3 separate regions of the Mus musculus genome follow, and all the other regions are linked to region 1. Evidence: chromatin contacts called from public ChIA-PET and capture Hi-C data. All regions are on one chromosome and are shown on one strand. The core of a region is the stretch at or near the end of the contact, and the rest is flanking DNA. Distances in the headings are between cores, read along the strand shown. Region 1 overlaps Gm33332 (a long non-coding RNA gene). Region 2 holds the start of Map3k5 (mitogen-activated protein kinase kinase kinase 5). Region 3 has its middle 32 kb from the start of Ifngr1.

Region 1 (2,992 bases), core at 127-2,626:
TACAGCAGAGGACTGCTGGGTTGGTGTTCATTCGGAGATGATGCATCTAACCCTCAAGAGACTGGAGGCCCCAGGGAGTTTAGAGTTCAGGTGGGGTGAGGGATGGGGGCATCCACATGGAGACAGGGGGTGGGGAGCAAGTATGAGATGTGGAGCAGTTGGAGGATGGGGGGAGGAATAAAATATGGAGTGTAAAAAAATAAATTAATTAATAAAAAAGAAAAATCAACATGCAAATCAAAAAAATAAATAAAATTTTTAAAAAAACGATTCTTGCTAGCAAATGTTATTGGCAGAAACCTACCATTGACATACAAATAGATAAGATTTTCGTTTACAGTTTTTTGAAAAGTTATTGTTAAACCAGAAAGTGTGTATTGGTTAGAAATACCACTTGAATCATAGAGTAAAGTAATTCACAGTGTGGATCAGCACCACTAGAAAAACATTTCTTTTTAATCCAGTTTTTATTTCACTCCAAAGTGCATATTCACTCTATTACTTCTGGGAGTATTTGTTTAAAAGGAAATCTTTTTTAAAAGAAATATTTATTTTAGATAAATAGAACATCTAATATAACATAATACTAACAGAAACATTTATTTTAGAAATAAAAAGATGGGGCAAAGAGATAAATTAAGGATTTCAACACACTTCAGAAGAGATCCAGAAAAAAAGGACAGTACTTGGGAAGGGAGCAAGCATACTTCAGACTGCATGTCCTTGTTTCCCACAGCCAGTTGACTGCTTCTGGGTGTGTCCTCAAGGCTCTGCCTTTGCCTGGAAGAAACTGCCCCTAAGCTGTGGTCTCACTGACTGAGGAATGCCAGGTCACTCCTCTTCGTAGCCTCTGGCATCAACTGGGGCAACTCAGGCAGGACCAACTGGAGGTGCCCCACCCCCAGATCCTCAGCACCTGAGTGGGATTGGCCCCACCTTCTGCATCAAGTCAGCATGCAGCCTCTGACACAGTTACTCCCTCATCCCTGCCGGTATTGACCCTCAGAGCATTTACCAGTTAATTAAACCACTGCCCAGAAGTCTCCATTTCAGAATTGTTTCCGGGGACCCAACCAAAGACACTTGGCTTCAAAAATGATCCTAACAGTTACTTAGCGGTATTTTATAGATAGATTATTTGCTGGCCAATTGGCAATGAAGACCCCCTCAAAGAAGTGTGAGAACTGATAGCAGTATGCTATAGGGGTCAAGTGGCAAACTCCCCTAGCCATGGGATTGCTACAGAAAGGAATGTGCTGTTGGGGGCATCTGAGAAGTGTCACGGGCATGAGTGTCATAAGGACTGTAGAATGGGGGTTGGGGCGCAGCTGACTAATGCACAGCTCCGGCTTCACCGTAGAAGTCACCAGAGTTCAAACTGACACTTGAGTGTGCATGTGGCAGAGAGGAAGTGAGAGCCGTTACAAAAGAGCAAAACAGTCAGAGGAAGCTTCGCTTACCGAAGTCCCGATGCAGAAACTGCCGGGCAGTTAGAGGAAGTTCGAACTGGCAGTAAATCTAAGAGTAGAAAAAGGTGTTGCTTCATAGAGACGTAGAAGCGGCCATCGTCCAAGTCACCACTGCGATGGGGTTGGGGGCGTTATATCTTAAGCACAAGGACAAACTCTGAAAGACACTCCAGGGTGAGAGTTAACTTTAAAACAAAACTCTTTGGCTGTTCACGAACAGCCTTCACACAGCTTCCCCGAGGCTGCCACAGGACTTATTTCAAAGGCACAAAGACCTCATGAAGCTGCCTCTGGACACAGAGTAGCTGAGTAAGTCAAGCTACTCCACATGGGAAAGTCAAGTCCATCTCCACACACTGACGATATCTACAAAGCAATCGGTGCCCTCTACCTTAAGATCTCAACACGGAAATACTTCAATTCTTCAGTAACGGGTACTGCATGGACTGTGTCCCTGCTCAACCTACCAGTGTATGGAACTCAGAAAACAGCATCCGATAAACGAATGTTGTCATGTTGAATAACAGAGTAAATACCCTCTCCAGAGGAGATGCCCCACGGGGACTGTAGCAAATTGCTCCAGACTTGTTAAAACCTTGATTAAATGATAAGTAGGTACATTGGCTCAAAGATGATGGGGTAAGTAATAGATAGAGGTCAAAGCAGCTTGTGTCACCATGGTAGGTAGGAAGGGGGAACTCTCAGACCGTGCACATAGGTGGAAACCCTCAAGGAACTGGTGCTAGGGTCTCTTCTGGTTCAAGTGGTAACCTCTGCTGTTAAAAAGTTCTTCCCAAGAAAAAAAGCTGGCCCAATTTCACACTGGTCACTGAGCCCCATTTTTGCACTTCCTGTTCTGTTTTCCGATGAAGGGATTCCGGTGTTCTGTTTACATGCAAGCCATGTCGGATGTGAACCTAACGTGAGTAGCAGTCCTTGATTCTAGCTGTGACCCTGTAAGTGAGCCTGCCGCCTCTTGACTGACAGATCCTAGAGCTCTGTCCGAGCACCACCTAAGTGCCTAGATGGGAAAGGCCCACTCGAGCCCACTCATCTCTTCTCTGTCTACGCTGCTGAGAATCAAAAATCAATTTCACTTTGGAACTGCAGACGATCCCATGTTGAGGGGGTCCTGCACAGGTGAACCTCTGCCCTCTGGCGTGTTTCTTATGAGAACATTGCAGAAGCCTGGAAGGACAGCCAGACTTGGGAGTATGAGCAGAGAGTGACATCCAGTGGCCGATGGGTCACATTTCTGCTGTGCTAGGCACTCCATTTCTGAGAATGTTGGAGCTGATGCTTAGCCCCAGAAGCTGATGCCCGCCCCTGTCCTCATAAGCCGGGAAAGAGGCATTCCAGGAAGACGATGATTGCAGAACAGGTTCTCCGATGCTTCCTGCCCATGTCCCCCGGCAGCTTACACTTACAGTATAAGCACTCTGCCCTCTCTAGAGCTTTAAAATACATTGCGAGCATGACAAATGGAGGCTAGAAAGATGGCCCAGTGATTAAGAGAGTTTGCT
Region 2 (2,992 bases), core at 344-2,843, 240 kb after region 1:
TACAATAAAGTCACAAAAAGGACCTTATTATTTGGAAACTATCAATAAAATACTGTAACAATTTAAGAATTGGGCAGTGTTCTGGTCTGAATGTGTCCCTCGCCCCCAGATTCCCCTTACTTAATACTGTGTTAAGTAAGGCTTTGGGGAGTTTGACATCCAATTTACATTTTGCCTCTTACATTTTGGCTTACTAACCTCAAGTTAGGAAATCCAAATCCTTTACGTATTGCAGCTTGCCTTGGCTTTCCTGACATGACCTACAGCATTCTGGGAGAGTTCTCTGGGAATTTACACATCTGGTTTTGCTTCCCAAAATAAGCGGGAGCTTTTTGATCACACTAAAGCAATCAAGCCTTTTCATTTGTGTATGGTTCAGTTTTAAAAAATGAAATAAGTTAACTTCTCTCTTTCAACTCTGAATGATAATTTTCCCATGCATTTTCTATCTTAGGTATCTGGCATTTTGAGGAAGGGGTGACTTTAAGATGATATATGAGAGTATTAAGTCATTCGGCAATGGAGCCAATCAATTACTCATTAACGATAACAGCGTAAGCAACTGGAAATTTTACAATGAAAAGTACCAGCGGCTGCCACGATAAATTTAGCCGACCACTTCTAAATTTAGCGCCCCTGTCACTTATAAACCACTTTCCATTTGAGGCCTGGGCTGTAGGGCGCTTGTTGGATCCTCCCGCCTCTCGGCACGCGTGTTGCCACGGTGCATCCAGCGCCACGCGCTGCCCACGAGCGGACCAGAACGAGCGAGGCGCGGTGGCTGCGCCCAGCGCTGCAAACGCCTGGCGGGCTGACCGGGACAGTGCGGGTTAGAGACTCTTCTTTTGCGCCGTCCCGCAGCGAGGCGCGCACAGGGTTTCAGCCCTCTTTCCCAGTTCTCTGAGGTCCCGGAGCAGTGGGTTCGGTCCAGGCTGCAGCTTCCCAGCAGCGCCCTCCTCAGGGGCGGGCCCTGGCTCTCTGTGCTGCAACGAGTGGGCGGCCACAGGCGGGTAGCCGAGAGGACGGGCGGCTGCGAGACGGTCGCTGGGACTCGGAGGGCGCGGCGAACCGGTGAAAGAGGAAGGGAAGGAAGGAAGGAGGAGGTGGTGGTGGAGGAGACGGAGTCGGTGCAAGGGAGCTGTTGCGGAGCAGAGAGGCGGATCCTTTCGGGAGCGGCCACGGAGGTTCCGGGACGCGGCTCGGGGTAGCCCGCCCACCGCGCGTAAGGTGTTCTCCAGGTAGCGCCGGCACCCAGAGGGCGCCCTCGCCCGGCCCGCGCTCGGCAGGCGACAGCTCGCGGCTCCCCGAGCGCGGCGCCCTTGAGCCGGGCTGCGCAGGTTGGCCGCCGACTCGTCCGCCCGCCAAGAGGAGGAAGCTCTGTCCCTTCCCGCTCGCCGCGGCCGGCGTCCCCACCCCGTGGACTCTCCACCCTGCAGCGGGCGAGCGGCGTGGCCACGGAGGCGCCGAGGAGGGGCGAGCCGCCGCCGGGCAGCGGCGTGGCCCCGGGGGACAGGGCGCCCGAGCGGAGGCGGCGGCGGGGCGGTGAAGGCGCGGCGCGCGATGGCAGCTGCCTAGCCCGGCGCGCGCGGAGCAGCCCGGAGCTGTGGCTAGCCAGACGGTGCGTCTGGGCTGGGGACTCCGGGGTCGCCGCCGTGGCAGCCCGGCAGGCAGAGATGGGCACCGAAGCCGGCGAGGGCATCACTTTCTCCGTGCCGCCCTTTGCGTCCGTGGGCTTTTGCACCATCCCGGAGGGCGGCAGCTGCCGGAGGGGAGGAGGAGCGGCGACGGCGGCGGAGGGAGAGCCGAGCCTGCAGCCCTTGCTTGTGCCGCCGCCGCCGCCACCGCCGGGCAGTTTCTGGAACGTGGAGAGCGCGGCGGCTCCCGGCACCAGCTGCCCTACCACCGCCCCCGGGAGCAGCGCCACCCGAGGCCGGGGCAACTCTGGCAGCGGGGGCGGCCGGCGTACCACCGTGGCTTATGTGATCAATGAGGCGAGCCAGGGGCAGCTGGTGGTGGCGGAGAGCGAGGCCCTGCAGAGCCTGCGGGAGGCGTGCGAGGCGGTGGGCGCCACCCTGGAGACCCTGCATTTCGGGAAGCTGGACTTCGGGGAAACCGCCGTGCTGGACCGTTTTTACAACGCAGGTGAGTGGCAGCTCGGCTCGTTGCTTTGCCCAGCCGGTTTCTCCTGGCTGTCTTGGTTGGGGGGGGGGGGGGATTTTTGTTTTGTTTTGTTTTTCGTGGGCGGGAAGCAAGCTTCCTATTTACATCACGCCTCACCTTGAGAGCGGCAAGAGTGGTTGCAGGACTATTCAGGCCGGCCGCTCCTAGTTGAGGGTGTGCTGGTGCAAGTGACTGTATTTGTGCGGGAGATCCTCCGCTGATTTATTCATTATCCGGCAGCGAAGACCCTGGGTCCAAGTACAAGGCTCGGAAAAACACTTCCTCCCACCATTGCGAATAATTGCTTCAATCACTTCTCTTCAGTTAGGAGGTGGGTAGGTTTTGCTTTTGCAAACACACACCTGTGGCCCACTGAAGTGATGTTCTGTTCTCTGTGCAGTCTTGGGAGTACAGAAATGCCCTTATGCTAAGCAGCCAGCTGTGTGCAGAGTTTCGTTTGAGTTTTCAAAGCGCGGCCTGACCTTCCCCAACTCATTTCACCTTCGAGTTTTGGTGGCTTCAATTTCCCATTCTCTTACTACTTTGAACGGTCAAATAACTATATGTTGGAGTAAAAGCACCGTGAAACACACCAAATGTGTGTGATCTTTGTTAGAATCTTGCCCAAAGAACCAGTTTTTTTTGTTTTGTTTTTTGTTTGTTTGTTTGTTTTTTTAAAAAATTACCTCAGATACTGTGGTGAGTGGAAGAGTTTATAATTTGGCATGGTTTAAAGAGTTCCCATGCAATTTTAATGACAGATTCGGTTGACTATTAAAGTGATTGTTAATGTAATCCACCGGAATGTCTCCCTTTTAGTCCATTTCAGATT
Region 3 (2,992 bases), core at 197-2,696, 130 kb before region 1:
TTTAAATGTTGTTAAATATGCAGTTGTTGTGGTTAAATATGCAGGTCACATGTTTGGCACATGTGTGTCCACCTTCACCACTACACATATAAACATTAATAATTATAGCAAATAAAAGAGTTGTCACAGCTGTGCTTCCTAGTTCTCTCTTCTAAGACTGATGATTGCGAAGGGCCCATTGTATATGCTAATATATTAGGTAAGAATGTAGTTAGAGCTTAGGTAAAGAAGGAAGTGTTTCCCAGTAAGTTGAACCATATTCATTCTGCTACCCAGGCAACTATAAAGCCTTTTACAGCCAAACATGTCACCTTTACTTCCAGAAGAATAAAAGGGAACAAGGACCTCCAAGAACCACCTTAGACTCAAGCCTTGAGGGGTACCTGGAAAAAATGCAGCGGTTTTAACAACCAGCAGTTGGAAAATTAGATATTTTTTCCCCATGAGTTGTATCAATTGTCAATATGACCAGTCTGTGGATAACTGAGGACATGAAATTACTGAGATTTAAAAGAGTAAGGTTTTATTTTTTTAGTGATGAAATGAAAAATGGAGAAGCAGTATTTGTGAAATAGGCAATCAATGACAATTAACTTATTAAACAACTAATTAAGCTATTAATGACAACGGCTATATTAACTAACCATTGCTAATGAAAATAACCAACAATATTATTTTCTTGTTGTCTAAATCATACTTTTCAATCCTAGTGACCAACAACAATACTCGCACTTTAAGCTTTATTCTCTCACAAACACATTGGAAAATGGCAGAGCTCTCATCTGAACCTCAGTTTTGGTAGTGGCCAGTGTGATGTGTACTTTGGATTTTGAACTAAGGCATAATCGATCCTGACTCCTTGTCTTTTTAATCTGAAAATATTCTTAAGATTGCTTGTAAATCTTGCAACACGGCGTGGCACTAACTGCCATAGCCAGTCAGATCTCATGAACAAAAGAACTTCCAGGAAGCCATAATAATTCTCCATCTTAGGCTTTCAAATCTTTGGCTAATGTACAGTGGGTGCTTGATGGGTAGACAGTCATCTACAGCTAGATCCACAGCTTTGTCAGCTGCCATAGCTTATGACACAGATGTTTCTTAGACACTTTTAATAATCCAGAAAAAATTCCAAGAGGAAAGCTGGATTAAAAAACATTCTTTCTCTATTGTAAAAATTCATGAATAGAAACCAACATCTTAGGGACAGTATGTAAGGACTTCTTGGTGGAGACATACAAATTATATGGGACCAACTCAAAATCTAAACCTCATGTCTTCTGTCACGATAAAGCTGAGGGAGTTGGGATAGGACATTTGCAGCCTTTATCTCTTAATAAATATGAATATTTTAAAATAGATTCCTCCCTAAATATATCCCCATACCAAATAATAGAGAATAGTCATCTTCCTGTTTTATACAAAGGCATGGCCACTTTTTGGATTAAAGTCAAGAGGAAAAGACACTGCCTTCTCAGTCTGGTCCTAAAGTCTGGACAGCTGCCAATCCAAAGTACTTCCATTCCTTCATATATACAAAGGACAGAAAATACTTCAGAAACTCGTGTTACCTCAATCACCAGGAAAATCCAGTTTTTAAGTGATATCTTAGGTCATTCATAAATTTTAGTAGCTTTGTAACAACAGAGAAATTTCTTAAAAGATCAGCATAAAACAACTGCGTTGTGTAACTTCCCCTCAGCGAAACCACAGGCAATTATAGCGTAAACAGCTGTATCCTCCCAATAAGCCCACGAGTGATTGGGGATATTGTATACAAACTCGGGGCCATGAATAAAGAGGACATTAAATGTCTTCCCTTCTATTGAAAACAGTTTTCTCACATCGTATATCTTGATTATGATTCTCCTCCCTCTGCATCCCCACTTCCTCCTCATCTCACCTCACCTCCCATCCAGATCCATCCCTCTCTGTCTCTCATTAGAAATCTACAGTCTTCTAATGAATATCAACAAGATAAAATATAATATAATAAGACAAAAACTAGCACATCAGCATAGGACAAGACAAACAAACAGAGGAAAAGAACCCAAAGAGAAAACACAAGAAACAGAGTCAGAAATCCACAAAAACACCAAACTGGAAGCCATAATATGTATTCAAAGTGTCTGTAGAATGAAAAGGGAAAAGAAAAAAAATATCAATAAAATAAAGCCAAAAAACAATATAATTTTAAAAAAGGAAAATCCCTGACATGACACTGTGAGACAAGAAACCTCCAAACACGTCATTTAGTTGGTTTTCTGTTGACATCTGCTGCTGGGAGTGCGGCCTACCTTTAAGAGTGAATGGTTTCCCCAGGGATATTCCTTTGGAGAGAACTAAACTTTCATTTGCAGATGGTTATCAATTGGAGATAGCTTCTGGGTTAGGGATGAGGACCCCAACTGGTGCAAACCCACACAGGCCCTGTGCATGCTACCCCAGTCTCTGTGAGTTCATATCTGCATCAATCCTGTTTAGTTAGAGGGCCTTGTTTGTTTGCTCTTCTCTAACACACACCCCTGTGTCTTATACTCGTTCTACCTAAAAGAACATATTTGTGTTTGTTTGTTTGTTTGTTTGTTTGTTTTATGTCGTCTTTAAGTATCTATCTTCTGGTAAGTAATATCCCTTAGCTATAAAAACTTTGAACAAAAATTTGGGCCAATGAGATGGCTCAGCAGTTAAGAGCAATTGCTGATCTTGCAGAGGACCCAGGTTCATTTCCCAGCACCCATGTGGTGACTTCCAACCTCCAGCTCCAAGAGATCTGCTGCCCTCTTCTGGCTCCTCAGACATCAGGCGTCCATGTGGTACACATACACACGTAAAAGCAGAACAAATACACAGATCAAAAATAAATAAATCTGAAAAGTTCTAAATAGCACCCACTTAACACTGTGCTCAATAAGCCCTGTTGCTTTATCTGGGGTATTGTCTATTGGTCACAAAAATCCCACAAAAAAGTTGTCATTGTTCTCCCCATTTA

Evidence for each region. ChIA-PET counts read pairs in DNA pulled down with a chosen protein or histone mark. Capture Hi-C pulls out chosen DNA fragments and counts their contacts.
Region 2: a contact with region 1 is called in an RNA polymerase II ChIA-PET map of memory CD8 T cells, with 15 read pairs. The contact joins the promoter of Map3k5 here to the enhancer-like site in region 1. A contact is called at or near these places in 1 of 15 datasets of contacts at CTCF or cohesin (large pre-B cells), 2 of 484 Hi-C or Micro-C datasets (both in embryonic stem cells) and 5 of 115 datasets of contacts at active chromatin or transcription factors (bone marrow-derived macrophages, embryonic stem cells, large pre-B cells and 2 more).
Region 3: a capture Hi-C map of bone marrow-derived macrophages shows a contact between it and region 1, with 8 times the contacts expected there. The contact joins two enhancer-like sites. A contact is called at or near these places in 2 of 484 Hi-C or Micro-C datasets (CD4 T cells and the G1E-ER4 cell line), 4 of 115 datasets of contacts at active chromatin or transcription factors (T-cell acute lymphoblastic leukemia, large pre-B cells, microglia and 1 more) and 1 of 9 other capture datasets (bone marrow-derived macrophages).

What each region holds. Positions count from the first base shown.
Region 1 is chr10:19,690,590-19,693,581 of GRCm38.p6, forward strand. The region is part of intron 1 of Gm33332 (a long non-coding RNA gene); the gene reads right to left. Among named protein-coding and RNA genes, the nearest start is that of Il20ra, 21 kb to the right of the region's middle. Within about 2 kb of position 1,377, at least 128 of the 459 cell types and tissues checked have an H3K27ac peak or open chromatin away from gene starts, as enhancers often do. A contact at or near this core is called in bone marrow-derived macrophages, memory CD8 T cells and microglia, where this site is marked.
Region 2 is chr10:19,932,933-19,935,924 of GRCm38.p6, forward strand. It overlaps Map3k5 (mitogen-activated protein kinase kinase kinase 5), which reads left to right and starts at 1,594. Exons shown (of 30, transcript NM_008580.4): 1 at 1,594-2,142. The coding sequence starts at 1,674.
Region 3 is chr10:19,558,280-19,561,271 of GRCm38.p6, forward strand. No RefSeq gene overlaps it. Among named protein-coding and RNA genes, the nearest start is that of Ifngr1, 32 kb to the right of the region's middle. Within about 2 kb of position 1,447, at least 15 of the 459 cell types and tissues checked have an H3K27ac peak or open chromatin away from gene starts, as enhancers often do. A contact at or near this core is called in bone marrow-derived macrophages and microglia, where this site is marked.